Linked DNA regions of Sus scrofa: all the other regions are linked to region 1. The links are chromatin contacts, called in public Hi-C maps. All regions are on one chromosome and are shown on one strand. Each heading gives the region's core, a stretch centred on a gene start, on an enhancer-like site or on the middle of the called end of the contact. The rest is flanking DNA. Distances are from core to core; before and after follow the strand shown. Region 1 overlaps ADGRV1 (G-protein coupled receptor 98). Region 2 overlaps ADGRV1 (G-protein coupled receptor 98). Region 3 overlaps ADGRV1 (G-protein coupled receptor 98). Region 4 overlaps ADGRV1 (G-protein coupled receptor 98).

What was found. Hi-C and Micro-C count contacts between places; a contact is called where the count stands out from the background.
Region 2: a contact with region 1 is called in a Hi-C map of liver, with 17 times the contacts expected there. The contact joins two enhancer-like sites. A contact is called at or near these places in 1 of 5 promoter capture datasets (liver) and 17 of 47 Hi-C or Micro-C datasets (adipocytes, alveolar macrophages, embryonic fibroblasts and 9 more).
Region 3: a Hi-C map of liver shows a contact between it and region 1, with 9 times the contacts expected there. The contact joins two enhancer-like sites. A contact is called at or near these places in 1 of 5 promoter capture datasets (liver), 20 of 47 Hi-C or Micro-C datasets (alveolar macrophages, brain, embryonic fibroblasts and 13 more) and 1 of 2 datasets of contacts at active chromatin or transcription factors (skeletal muscle).
Region 4: a contact with region 1 is called in a Hi-C map of liver, with 2.6 times the contacts expected there. The contact joins two enhancer-like sites. A contact is called at or near these places in 12 of 47 Hi-C or Micro-C datasets (embryonic fibroblasts, epiblast stem cells, fetal heart ventricle and 6 more) and 1 of 2 datasets of contacts at active chromatin or transcription factors (skeletal muscle).

The regions. Positions count from the first base shown.
Region 1 is chr2:98,208,939-98,211,758 of Sscrofa11.1, reverse strand. The region is part of intron 87 of ADGRV1 (G-protein coupled receptor 98); the gene reads right to left. Among named protein-coding and RNA genes, the nearest start is that of ARRDC3, 230 kb to the left of the region's middle. Within about 2 kb of position 1,433, at least 6 of the 83 cell types and tissues checked have an H3K27ac peak or open chromatin away from gene starts, as enhancers often do. A contact at or near this core is called in liver, where this site is marked.
Region 2 is chr2:97,998,246-98,001,311 of Sscrofa11.1, reverse strand. The region is part of intron 84 of ADGRV1 (G-protein coupled receptor 98); the gene reads right to left. Among named protein-coding and RNA genes, the nearest start is that of LYSMD3, 300 kb to the right of the region's middle. Within about 2 kb of position 1,776, at least 12 of the 83 cell types and tissues checked have an H3K27ac peak or open chromatin away from gene starts, as enhancers often do. A contact at or near this core is called in liver, where this site is marked.
Region 3 is chr2:98,058,680-98,061,738 of Sscrofa11.1, reverse strand. The region is part of intron 84 of ADGRV1 (G-protein coupled receptor 98); the gene reads right to left. Among named protein-coding and RNA genes, the nearest start is that of LYSMD3, 360 kb to the right of the region's middle. Within about 2 kb of position 1,783, at least 10 of the 83 cell types and tissues checked have an H3K27ac peak or open chromatin away from gene starts, as enhancers often do. A contact at or near this core is called in liver, where this site is marked.
Region 4 is chr2:98,040,973-98,043,860 of Sscrofa11.1, reverse strand. The region is part of intron 84 of ADGRV1 (G-protein coupled receptor 98); the gene reads right to left. Among named protein-coding and RNA genes, the nearest start is that of LYSMD3, 340 kb to the right of the region's middle. Within about 2 kb of position 1,545, at least 5 of the 83 cell types and tissues checked have an H3K27ac peak or open chromatin away from gene starts, as enhancers often do. A contact at or near this core is called in liver, where this site is marked.

The DNA.
Region 1 (2,820 bases), core at 184-2,683:
CTGGATACTTAACCCACTGCACTGGGCCAGGAATCGAACCCACATCCCTGCTGCTGCAGAGACACCATAGTTCCCATTGTGCCATAGCAGGAACTCCACTACATCTATTTTGATGTACATGATATCCTAAGTCTGATTAGTAGAAGCCCCTTCAAGAAGGTTTCTGTCACTTCTGTTACATCCTCATCATTCTATGAGCACTTTCTTGCTTTCTGGCCCAACGAGATGTTTCAATCTCATCTTGTACTTTCCCTGCCCTGGTTTTGGTATCCTTTAGGATAGAATGGTGTTAAAAGCCAAGATCTGGGGCTGCTGGGTATGGTCACTGTTCTTGGGGTGCTGCTGCTCCTAAGTTTTCTGAATGGACAGAGCTAGAGAAGACATAGCTGTACACATGTGCACACAAACATTTACACATGTAATTCTCGATCTCCGTAGAATGAAAATCATTTGTTCACACCAATACTCGCAACTCCAATGCAATGCCACTGGGTTAAGTGTAACTTTCTCTCTTTCTGTACCTGTAACTCCCTTCTCTTTTATTAAGAAATGCATTTCCATTATTCCTAAAATATTTACCTATTTGATCAACTCTACTGGGTTGTAACCAGTCACCCACTGTTGTCATCCTTCCCTTGCACAGATGCCCTGCCAAAGCCACACCAGTTCTCTTGAGCTTCATGGGCACACCCCACCCTTCATCTGGAGCTTCCCTCATAATGACAGGGTTGGGATACTCCATACTTCCAGTGGGTGCACACCTTGCTCTGTACAAACTAATGACTATAGGATGGACTTGTTCTTGGAAGAGAAGAGAAAGACCAAGAAGAGAAAGAAAAGAAAGAAGGGAAGGGGGAATTGAGTTTTCTTTTTTCTTTTTTCTTTTTTTTTTAAGGAAGAAAAAATGCCTTTCGAAAGAGACCATGCTGATATCTTGTCAGATATCCCCTTCATAGAAAAATGTCAATTGTCTGAGTTATTACAACTGCACAGAGAAAAGGAGAAGAATTGAAAACAGTTTATATACATGAATGAGCTCCTTGTTATTAAAGCCTTACAGCAGGACAGGAGCGAATATATAAAGATTTATTTAATTTTTTAAAAATTCATTTCTGTTTAATGAAATCATACAATCTGATAAAGGGACAGAAGGTTCATTTTTACTCCTCACAAGATACCCTAATAGTTAGGAAATTGCCTAAGCTATGCTCATGAAAGTTTTCAAAGATGAGGCATTAGGCTGGTAATGGCATTCTTTGCCCTCACTATGCAAGTACAAAATTCTATTTATGGCTCTGTGCACAGTACAAAAGGACAAGCATATTTTGCATGAACAGCTAGGAACCAAATTTTCAAACTTTGGCCTGCATGTTCCTCTGAGTGGCCAGAGCCAGACAAGTGCTGTGTGCTGACAAAGCTCGGAACAGAAGCCAGGGGAGCATACCAGGGCTGACTAGAAACACCCAGAGCTCATGTTTTTCTGGAACTGTGCAGAAAAGTGTGGTGGCTTGGCACCCTAGATCAGAAACTGCAAAGCAAGAAAGCCAGCCATAAATAACTTAGTATACTGATCAATAGATCCCAGGCCGGTTTGTCAGCAGTGCAACAATGATTAAGACATGATTTCAGATGGAAGGAACGTATTCAGGGGCACATCCGGATTTTGTGGACCTGAAGTTTATAAAACTTGGAAAGACTTCTGTAAAAAATAAAAGTTCAAAGGCATAATTAGGTATAAGATCTTGGAAGAGGACCATGCAAGTAAGAGGCCCTAAAATGTATGCTTCATCAGCTTTATAGTTAACCTACCTAAGGAGGCACCATTCAACTCTCTGAGGCCTGGAGTAACAGTGACCAAAAGGAAAAGGGATGTGGGAGTGAGTGATGACCATAAAAGTGAGGGGGAATGCCGTTCCTTAAAAGCTATAATGAATTCCACTTGGCAAACTGAAAATTAACATTCTTTTAGTGAAAATCATTTGAGTTACATATTTCCTAAGCTGATTTTTCACATTTGGTGAAATACCAGTAACTTTCCCGTTGGCTATATAAGCTACTGCTTAATAAAGCAGGTGTTTATAATAGGCAATGTTAGAAATTTATGTTTACTGGAGTTCCTATTGTGGCTCAGCAGTAAGGAAACTGATTTGAATCCATAAGGACTCAGGTTGAATCCCTGGCCTTGCTCAGCGGGTTAAGGATCTGCATTGCCGTGAGCTGTGGTATAGGCCAGCAGCTGCAGCTCCCATTCGACCCCTAGCCTGGGAACTTCCATATGCTGCAGGTGTGGCCCAAAATCACAGTATTTACGGGCCCAAGGAATGAGGGTATCTACATGAAGACTGTACTACCCAAAATTATATAAGGAAACTTACAACTTAACAAAAGACAAACAACCCAATTGAAAAATGGGCAAAGGACCTGAGCAGACATTTCACTAAAGAAGATATACCAATGGCCTCTGAGCACATGAAAAGATGACCAACATCACTGGTCACTAAGGCAAATTAAAACCATAATGAGATATTATTTGTATCCACTAGAATGGCTATTACCAAAAAATTGGAAAATCACAAATTTTGGCAATGGGTGAGATGTGAAAAAACTGGAACCCTTGTGCCTTGCTGGTAGGAATGTAAAATGGGGCAGCTTCTGTGGCAAATGGTTTAGTGGTACCTCAAAAAGTTAAATATAGAATTACCATATAATCCAGAAATTTCACTTCTTGGTGTCTACTGAAAATAACTGAAAGTAGGGAGGGCCTCAGATACTTGTACATCAATGTTCATGGCAGCATCATTCCCAGTAGCCCAAAGGTGG
Region 2 (3,066 bases), core at 527-3,026, 210 kb after region 1:
AAATCTGTTCTGATTAATAAGTATTTCACGATTTCTATCTTACTTTGCTTCAATCCACATATCTTTGCCTATTAGATATGTTTTTAGTCCCTACACACGGAATGACTTTCTTGAGCTGACAGTCTCAACAAAACAGTGCCATCTGCCAGGAGAGAAATCAGGTCCTGGAGCAGCCAGAAGTAATCAGCATTGAAGAGGTCACAGCTTCTGGCTTCAGTCACGTGCAGCCAATAATTCTGAGTCTCAGTGATGCTAGATATTCAGAGTTAAAATGATATAAACTGCAGATTAAAGCAGAATTTATTGGCAGGAGTATCTGAGCAGGATCTTACCTGGGAAACAAACGGATATTGCAAAATGACATCCCAAAACATTACAGAATGAGGAAACTGGACAAGTCACTGCCTGTCCAACTTTTGCTGAATTCCAGAGAACAGTCCTCTGAATTTTAAGGCAATTTCCTCGTCCCTTCTTAAGGAGAAGGCCTATGAAAGCTAAAACTTCTGCACATCCAGCAGCCACCGAAAATTCATATTTAAGTATTTCAAATTCTCAGATATTCAGTGTCATTTCATATAATATTTTTACATACATTTTTTTTCTAGACTACTTTGCTCTTCAGTTTCAGAAAATGTGTTTAAGCCATGCAAACAAACAAACAAAGAGGAAAAAACCCCAAACATTTTCATCAGGTTAAGTTTACTAATCAGAGTAAATGCAGTTGTCTTATCATAATATTTTCTATGAAGAAATTTCTGTTCTTTTTTTTTTTTTTAAGATTTGGAGAGTTGCTTTTTCAGACAGAACCCCAGAACTGAGAACCCTGAACTGCAAACTTGTCCTTTGTCCTAGTTGTTTACCAACCTTATCAGGGCACACATGGGTTGGTAATGTGATTCTAAGATAAAAATTCCAAAGATATAATTAGATGTTTTTCTGAGAAATATCACCCAATGCCATGAAAATTTGTTTGCTGTTTTTCACTTCATACTTGAAGATAATGGGCTCACAATTTCTTGCCATTTAATCATTTTCTTTTAGATAAGTGAGAAACATTAACTTGGCACTGAAGAAAATTACATACTTAAAAAATATAAACAATACTGAAAATACAGATCTTATCTCAAAACCTCTGAGGCATTTCAATAAGCATATTTTCTATAACAACACACTTTTTAAAGCTTATAACAACATAAATATCATGAAAATAATGTTATACCCCTGAATTTAACTACAAATGATAAATGATAGAAAGATCTATTCAAACCAGTGATACACAAGCTTTCTTTCAGAGCCTGACAGACTCAGTTCAATTCTGAAGAAAGTAGATAAAAACAGAAAGGTAGAAAATCACAAATGCATACTTGCTAAGCTGAAGAAGAATACTTTCTAGCCCAGTGACATGAGCACTGTGGAAACATCTCAAGTTTTCTACTGAACTCCATCTTTGCTAGAGACTAAAAAACTGGTTTTGAAAAAAACAAAAAACCCCAAAAATCTTTACTGCCACCTGCTGGTAGTTTATGGTCAATGGTTCTCAAAGATGCTTGAATGACATAAATTCCAGATTAAAGCAGGATCTTTTGCCTTTTAAAGCAAGAATATTAGATACAATACATATTTCTAGCTGTAGACAAAGCCTACCACACTTTCCTGATGATCATGGCCTCCCTCACTGACACATGGCCTGGAAAGGAAGTCAGAGACCATCACATTTCCATTCTTCCCTTTCCCACGAAAGTCACTCAGCTTAGTTCTAGGTCAGTAATAAAGATTTGAAACCAAATGGTCTTGGCAGACCTGTCCACAGAGTATTCACAACTCAAACGCTTGAGGTCAGCTAGAGAAATGTCATGCTCCTAGCCAAAAAACTACAGCCCAAACTATTTTTTAAGGCTTCTCGAGAGGAAACAAACTCAGTGTTGATGAAAGGATCCCAGATGAGAGATCCGAGATGAACTGGCAAGATTTTGTAACTGGAGATATAAACATGATTTTTAAATTCAGAAATGAAAGGGTGGGCCCAGGTTCCCATGGGCAGCTTCATTTCTTTTTTTGGAGAGTCTAAGAATTTTAAAAACACTTTGCCAAACAATTTTAAGGGAAAAAAATATTCTCTTTAATTTAGAAAATATTTAAAAATCCAAGCAGATAGGTAAAATATTGAGGAAACAGTACTTTTTGTCAACAACCTATCAACAATTCTTCCTGCCAAAAATAATCTATGGAAGTTATTGTTTAGTTATTTCATGTCCCAAGTCATACCTTATAGGATTTTTCATGCCACACTGCTTCATTTATTCTAAAAATATACTGAAAAACATGGATTTGACTAACCATCTTCTCCAAAATTAATGTTAAGTGCAATGTGAATCAGAAGTCCCAAGATATAAATCCTGAGTCTTTTTTTCACATCCCTAGACATGAGCAAATTTGTCTGCTAGGACACTGAAGAGTTGTCTGTAATTCTATGGTTCTATAATTAAGACTTGTACAAACTCTGCTGCCAAAAAATCACCAGAGTGGGTGGTGAATACAGCCAAGTAAACTCTAATTATGGAAGGCGGGTTTTCTACGATCTTAAATACAAGAAGCAAAGGCAAGATCAGACAGTGAAGATAGTTACCAAGGCAATATAAATAGCCTTGTCAAACTCAGTGTAAGCCCTCTTTGGTAACAGCTGTTACCTCTCATAGTTATAGGTACTTGAAAAGCACAATCTGAGATCTTCTACTTAGAATTCAGCACTTAATTGTTCCCTAAAAAACAGAGTTATAAGATTTACACATGTCATTTTCACTCCTGGGACCAAAAAAGGCAAGAGAAAGTCCAACGTCACAGATGATTTTCCATTCCATTACACTAGTGCCTCCACTAGTATTATTTTTAAAAAGTTCTATTTGGAGTTCAGTAAAATGCTGTTAGCAAGCTAAAATGTGCACAAGTGTACAGCACAACACATTTATGTAAAGTGATTTTTCCTGTTTGCTTGTATAGACATCTTATGCCTCTCTCATTCTTAATCAACAACCTGCATGAACTTCTCATTCAAGTGCCACCCTACAT
Region 3 (3,059 bases), core at 534-3,033, 150 kb after region 1:
CATACTCAGAAGTGTGTTGAGAAATGATGTAATTACTGCGGAAATGTATTTGACAGGAGACTGAGAGAACAGTAAGGTGTGTGTGTGAACTCAGATGATCCTCTGGATCAGTCAGTCCCACAAAGCCATGGCCAAATGAATCCAGCATAGTCTGCCACTGAATCCTCAAAACGAGTTGATGCATTGGTCTCATGATCTCCTGTTACCATGAGGAAACAGCCTCAACAATGTTAGGGAACTTCCTCAAGGTCATGAAAAACCATCATCTCTTGCCTGGACAAGTGCAAAGTGACTAGTTTTTCCTACTTTTATCACAGCTCCTGGATTCATCCCAGACATTAGAGCGATCCTCTGAAAAGTTAGGTCAGATCAGCGCAAATTTTACCAACAATGTCCTTTCTCCTTGGAAGTAAAATTCTACTAGGTCCTTTCACATCTCTCCGACCTCCTCTGCTACCACTCTCCTGCACATTCGGGCCCAGGGCATCTGACTGATTCTAGAATAAACTACAGGACTGTGCTTGCTTTTCCTTTTATCTGGACTGTTCCCCAACACCGCCCCATTTATATGCATGACTTTCTTATTTCCTTCAGGTCTCTGCTCAAATAGCACCTTTTCAGAGAGACCTATCTCAGCCTCTCCATGTAAAATAGCTAGGCTTATACTACTCTCAACCCTTTTACAACTGTCTTACCCCTTTTTATTGCAACCTGCTATGCACCTTTGTCCCCTGCCACCATTAGAAGCAAATATAAACACAAGCCAAGAGATTTTGCTCTTACGTTTGCTGCTCTAAACAAAGTCACGAACAGAACCTAACACAGTCTGCACTCGATAAATAAACAGAAATTGACAGAACACTGTAAACCAACTATAATGGAAAAAATAAAAATCATTAAATAAATAAATTAATAGATGCATGGAACCAGGTCCCTAACCTGTTTTAACAAATTTGAAAAATCAAGCTTTACTTAATTAAATGAATAAATTTCCACTTGAAATGCACTTTAAATGTTCAGTTATATATTTGATAACAGAAATTTGAAACTATCTAAAAATTCAATAGCTGTATTAATTACTACCTCTAAAATACAGATCAACTGTAATTTTTTCTGATGTCACTAATAACTCCAGTTTAATTCTACATGCATCCTTATGACAAGGGGCCTGCATCTATCAGTGTATGACCAGCAATAATGAGACTGAGTACCACATGCCACTAAGAAAACGTTCTCTATGGTCTGGTGGTTCTCATCTGTCTGTATGTTTGTGTATACACCAATCTTCCAGTCTCTGATGATTTTTTGAATCTGAAAGCTGTTCCTAACACAAATCACTGTTTTACTTTTTGTAACACTGCATTCTATTGTGACTTAATATCCTCAACTCTGCACAACTGACATAAACTTAGGGATCTATATGTTTCTACCTAAGAGAAAAAAATATTAAGGGGAGGTATTAGTAAAAAAAAAAAAAAGGTTTAAAAGTATTAGAATTTTACTGAACTTTTGATATCAAATAGATTGTGTTTTTCTAACAAATTAAATATTCCGTTCCAGAAAACAGTACCTAGAAAAACAGGTACCAATCAAAATATGTGGAAGATTTTTTTGTTGTTTTCACAACAAAAAAGCCTGTTTCCACTGGCAAGTAGAGACTGCATGCAAAAACCTTTAGCCTAGAAATAAAAACAGAAAAGATGAATAAATACCCACAAGGTTTACTGGGGAAAAGTCTTCCGGGTGCACTGAAAAATAAAGTTTGGAAAGAGTGCCTCCTAGTGGGTAGACTTGCTCAATGTAGAAGTGATGAGATGGAAAAGTACCTTTTACGTGAAAATGAAATGAGGTATTTGGGAAATCATACCAGTAATGAAAAAAAAAAAAAAAAATCAAAGCCTTGCAAACTCATTTCCTAGCAAGTCACCACTTCCTTGAATTCTCTCACCTGTTAAAATGATTGCATACAAATTTATCCAGGAGAAAAATAAGCTAAACTGTCTAGCAATGCTTGAGAAATCCTTCCTAGCAAGTGGAAAATTTATAACAATTTATGTGGTGAAGGAAAATAAAACCAAGTGTGTAAATTAAAAACATAAAGCTAGAGTTCTTTATGGTTCTCACTGTTCCAACTCTGTACCTCTGCTCCTATGGACCACTTACTTTATGACCACTAAATATTCAATTTAGCGTTAAGATTTTAGGTGCTCAAATTTAGATCAGCGGTAAATTGCCAGTGATTTTTCTCGCAGTCAATATATAGCAAAGGTTTTTAAGCATATGCCAGTCCAGAGAGTTATTTCATGTCTGTCCACCAGCTAAGAAACATACCTAATTATGCAATAACCAAAGAAGAAGGAATGGACAAACTGCTTAAAATATTTCTCTAAAGAAATTGTGCTCTCAATTGCATGTAGCTGAATCATACTTACTTCTTTCCATACTTCAATTTAGTCCTTATATAATTTTTAGTGCAAAAGCACTGATAACTGCAAAAAGTTATTTATTCTTATAATTTGCAATTTTAAAAGATTTACTAGCTGTAGGCCAACAGCTACAGCTCTGATCGGACCCCTAGTCTGAAAACCTGCATATGCCATGGGTGCGGTCCTAAAAAAACACAAAAACAAAAAAAAAAAGAAACATTTTTCTTTTCCAAAGAGTTTTAGGCAGATCATATTAAAGAGAACAAATAACAATAACAAAAAAATCTTCAAAGGTCAGTCCATTCAATGGAAAGCCAAAACCAATGGCTGAATTTAGTGCGTGCTTAAATATGGATTGGCCAACTGAAATTCATCTATTATAAAGCAATATATGGATGAATAAGCCAAAATGTAAACACAAATACAAACCTTTACTTAAAAAAAAAGATTTTTTAATGTTTTTGTAGTCCATAGTCATCAACCTACTTTCCTTAACACTGTACAGAAAAAGATACACATATTTCTATATAGTAGTCAACAACTTAAATATACTCAAAGCAGTATAATCTGTATTGGACCAGCTGATGACTAAAAGCTATTTAGAGAAGATGTGCCTAATCATAAACAGCAAAA
Region 4 (2,888 bases), core at 296-2,795, 170 kb after region 1:
TTCAACCACTTCAGAATAAACTTCAATTAAGTCTAAACAGATCTTTTCACTCCCAGACTGAAAACACCCCTCCCTAGGAGTATCTGTGGGGTCCAAACATTTTCAATCTAATCTAACCGCAAAACAACCCCAGTCACTAAAATTTTTTGGTCCTCTATATCTATTCAAAACATGAATGGATGAATATGTACATCTATTCTCAGAATTAAATACAAATATTACTAAACATGGGAAAAAGCAGACATTTTAAAGGTTGAGTGTAAACATGAAGTAAACACTATTTCTAAATGATAATACCTACACAATGCTTACTATTCTAAAGTAAAATATACACCTAGGGTGTAGTTTTTCTAAGGGTCTACTTGGAAATTATCTGTTTTTGTTGGTGGGGTTTCTGTTACACCTGCATAAAATAGCACTGATTTTTGTTCTTAGTAAAGTTAAGGAAGGGTCTGTCTCAGGAGTATAAATATCAGCTTTAACATGTACATCACGAGTAGTGGCTTCAATCTGCAGTTACTTGGCAAGAATCTTTTTAAGGCACTTGATCATTCTGTGAGTGCTCTTTTGGTTAAAGCTAGAAACACAACCTGTAAATCAAGGTACACATAACCTGCAATACCTCAAAAATGCTGTAAGTGAACAAAACTCAAGGTCCCCACTGTCAACCCTTCCAGGTTATTGAGTTTAGACTCTCCCTCCAGAAGCCTGTTACCAGACCTGATATGTGACTATCCAGTATACAGAGTAACTTAGGATACTCTATAATTTAAATATTGGATTTTTGATTGATTTTTATTTTAAAGATTTTCACTGTTATTTATTCTTTATTATAATTAACTAGTCATTAAAATGTGTAAAGATGAAAATGCACTGAACTAACCACTCTAATAGTATCTTTCCACACCCCAATGGATAATCCTGCATGTTTTTGAGGTGCCAAAACTCCTACATAACCTGCAATACCTCAAAAATTGCAGGTTTTTAAGACTACTGGCATAGAGAATGAAATATAAAATTCAAACTGTCTTGAAAATTCCGTCACAGCTCAACGTTAACCTTTTTTTCTTTCAGTATCTCCACAAATATTTTTCATTGTTCCCACAAATGAATCTTTCATGGCAAGCAAGCTGGTTGTTATGATAGAAAAAGAAACTGGGCAGACAACTGAGATACCACAGTCTCTGGCTGGAAATGCACTCTACCCAACAGGTCAGCAACTAGACAGATAGTCAGCTAACCATACTAATAAGTCAAGGGTCTGAGTAAGAACAGTAAATTGGGAACCCCAGGCAGGCAGAAGTTAGAACACACAGGCCATAGGAACTCAGAGACTGAAGGCAGGAAAGAAATCAAGCAGGCAGAGGAGAACCCCAAGGCACAATGGTAAGGCTTTGGGAATGGTCAAAAGGTCGAGGAGTCAGGAATCAGGAGATTCACTTTAACTAACAGGGGGGTTGGTGAAAGGACAAGGAAACAGATGTGAGACCCAAGCAACAAAGCAATTTGATATTGAAGCAATTTTGTTACGGCCAGGAAGTATCTTACACGTTTCCTACTGGATTCTTTCCCAGAACTTGGCTAGTGTGACCCTGTGCAGAGCAGCAGGCAAATGCAAGTGTCTGGAGGAAAAACCTGGAATAAAGAGGAGGGACCAAGGGAATATTCTCCAAAGCTTGTATCTCTGCTATGATACTCTCATCCTCCAGGAGTACCCTCTCTTATTCATTCTTAAAATGAGGCTCAAATCTTACCTGCTCCCACAGTCCTTCTTTAAGCATCTCAACACACCACTCTATAAATTCCTATAGCAATTATTTTATCCTCTGAGATTTTTCATACAACCCCATGAAGGCTTGCACTTTCCTTTCTCATTTTACATGTCAGTGTCCTCAAAGAGATTCCAAACACCTGGTAGGCTATTCCAAACATCGTGGTATACTTTGATGTTGAGTAGTCAATGCTTCTTAAGTGTTCCTGAGAGTTCTTTGAATAGAAGATGTCACTCTTTACCAGACAAATACAGAGAGGATCATCTCCACAATATTTAGCGTACAGTTATTTGAAGTCAGGTAATTGGCTTGAGATAACTATAATTAAATTCTACCAATGAATTCAAAGTAAAGGTAAGTAAGTTAAAAAAAGGCTTCTGTTCCAAAATATAATAGATAGTGATTTCTTCACTGTGTGAAGTACGAAACATTAGAATAGGAAATATTAGATGCTAGTCATTAAAGTATTGATTACTATCCACCCAGGGACAGATTATTGTAACATTCACTTATTAATTTATTGACAAATTCCCTAAACATCTACAATAACCCTTTTATTGAGTACCTTGAAGATCCTGGGGTAGATGCTAGATGAAAAGGTGGATACAGAGATGAATGAAGCATCTTCTCAGCCTTGGAAAAACCTAGACAATACTGAATATTTCAGAGCTACCCAATCAAGCCCAGAAAAGCTGCTCAGCCATTTGATACTAGGCATGAATAAGTAGTAGTAATTTACTAGACAAAAAAAGGCGACAAGTTTCAGGAAGCAGCACAGTCTACAGGGACAAAGACATGAGCCACCCAGAGTATGTGTGTGGGGCAGAAGGGGGGTTGTGAGAAAGAGAAGGGATGGAAGGTGAGACCGAAGCAGAGCTTAGTGTTTAAGCATATGCTGTGTCACAGCGTTTAGGCTTTATCTTGGAGCCACTGGTGAACCATAGCCAATTTGTAAGTAGTAAATGAGAAGATTTCATCTGGGTTAGTGAATAAAAATTAATATTTGTTAATTAGGTGATTATTTAATTGCAGGCTCTTACTAAGATAATATGAGAATCCAGCCAAAGTGATACATAACATTCAGGATTATTCTCTGGTTTCCAAGTTAGCTATTTT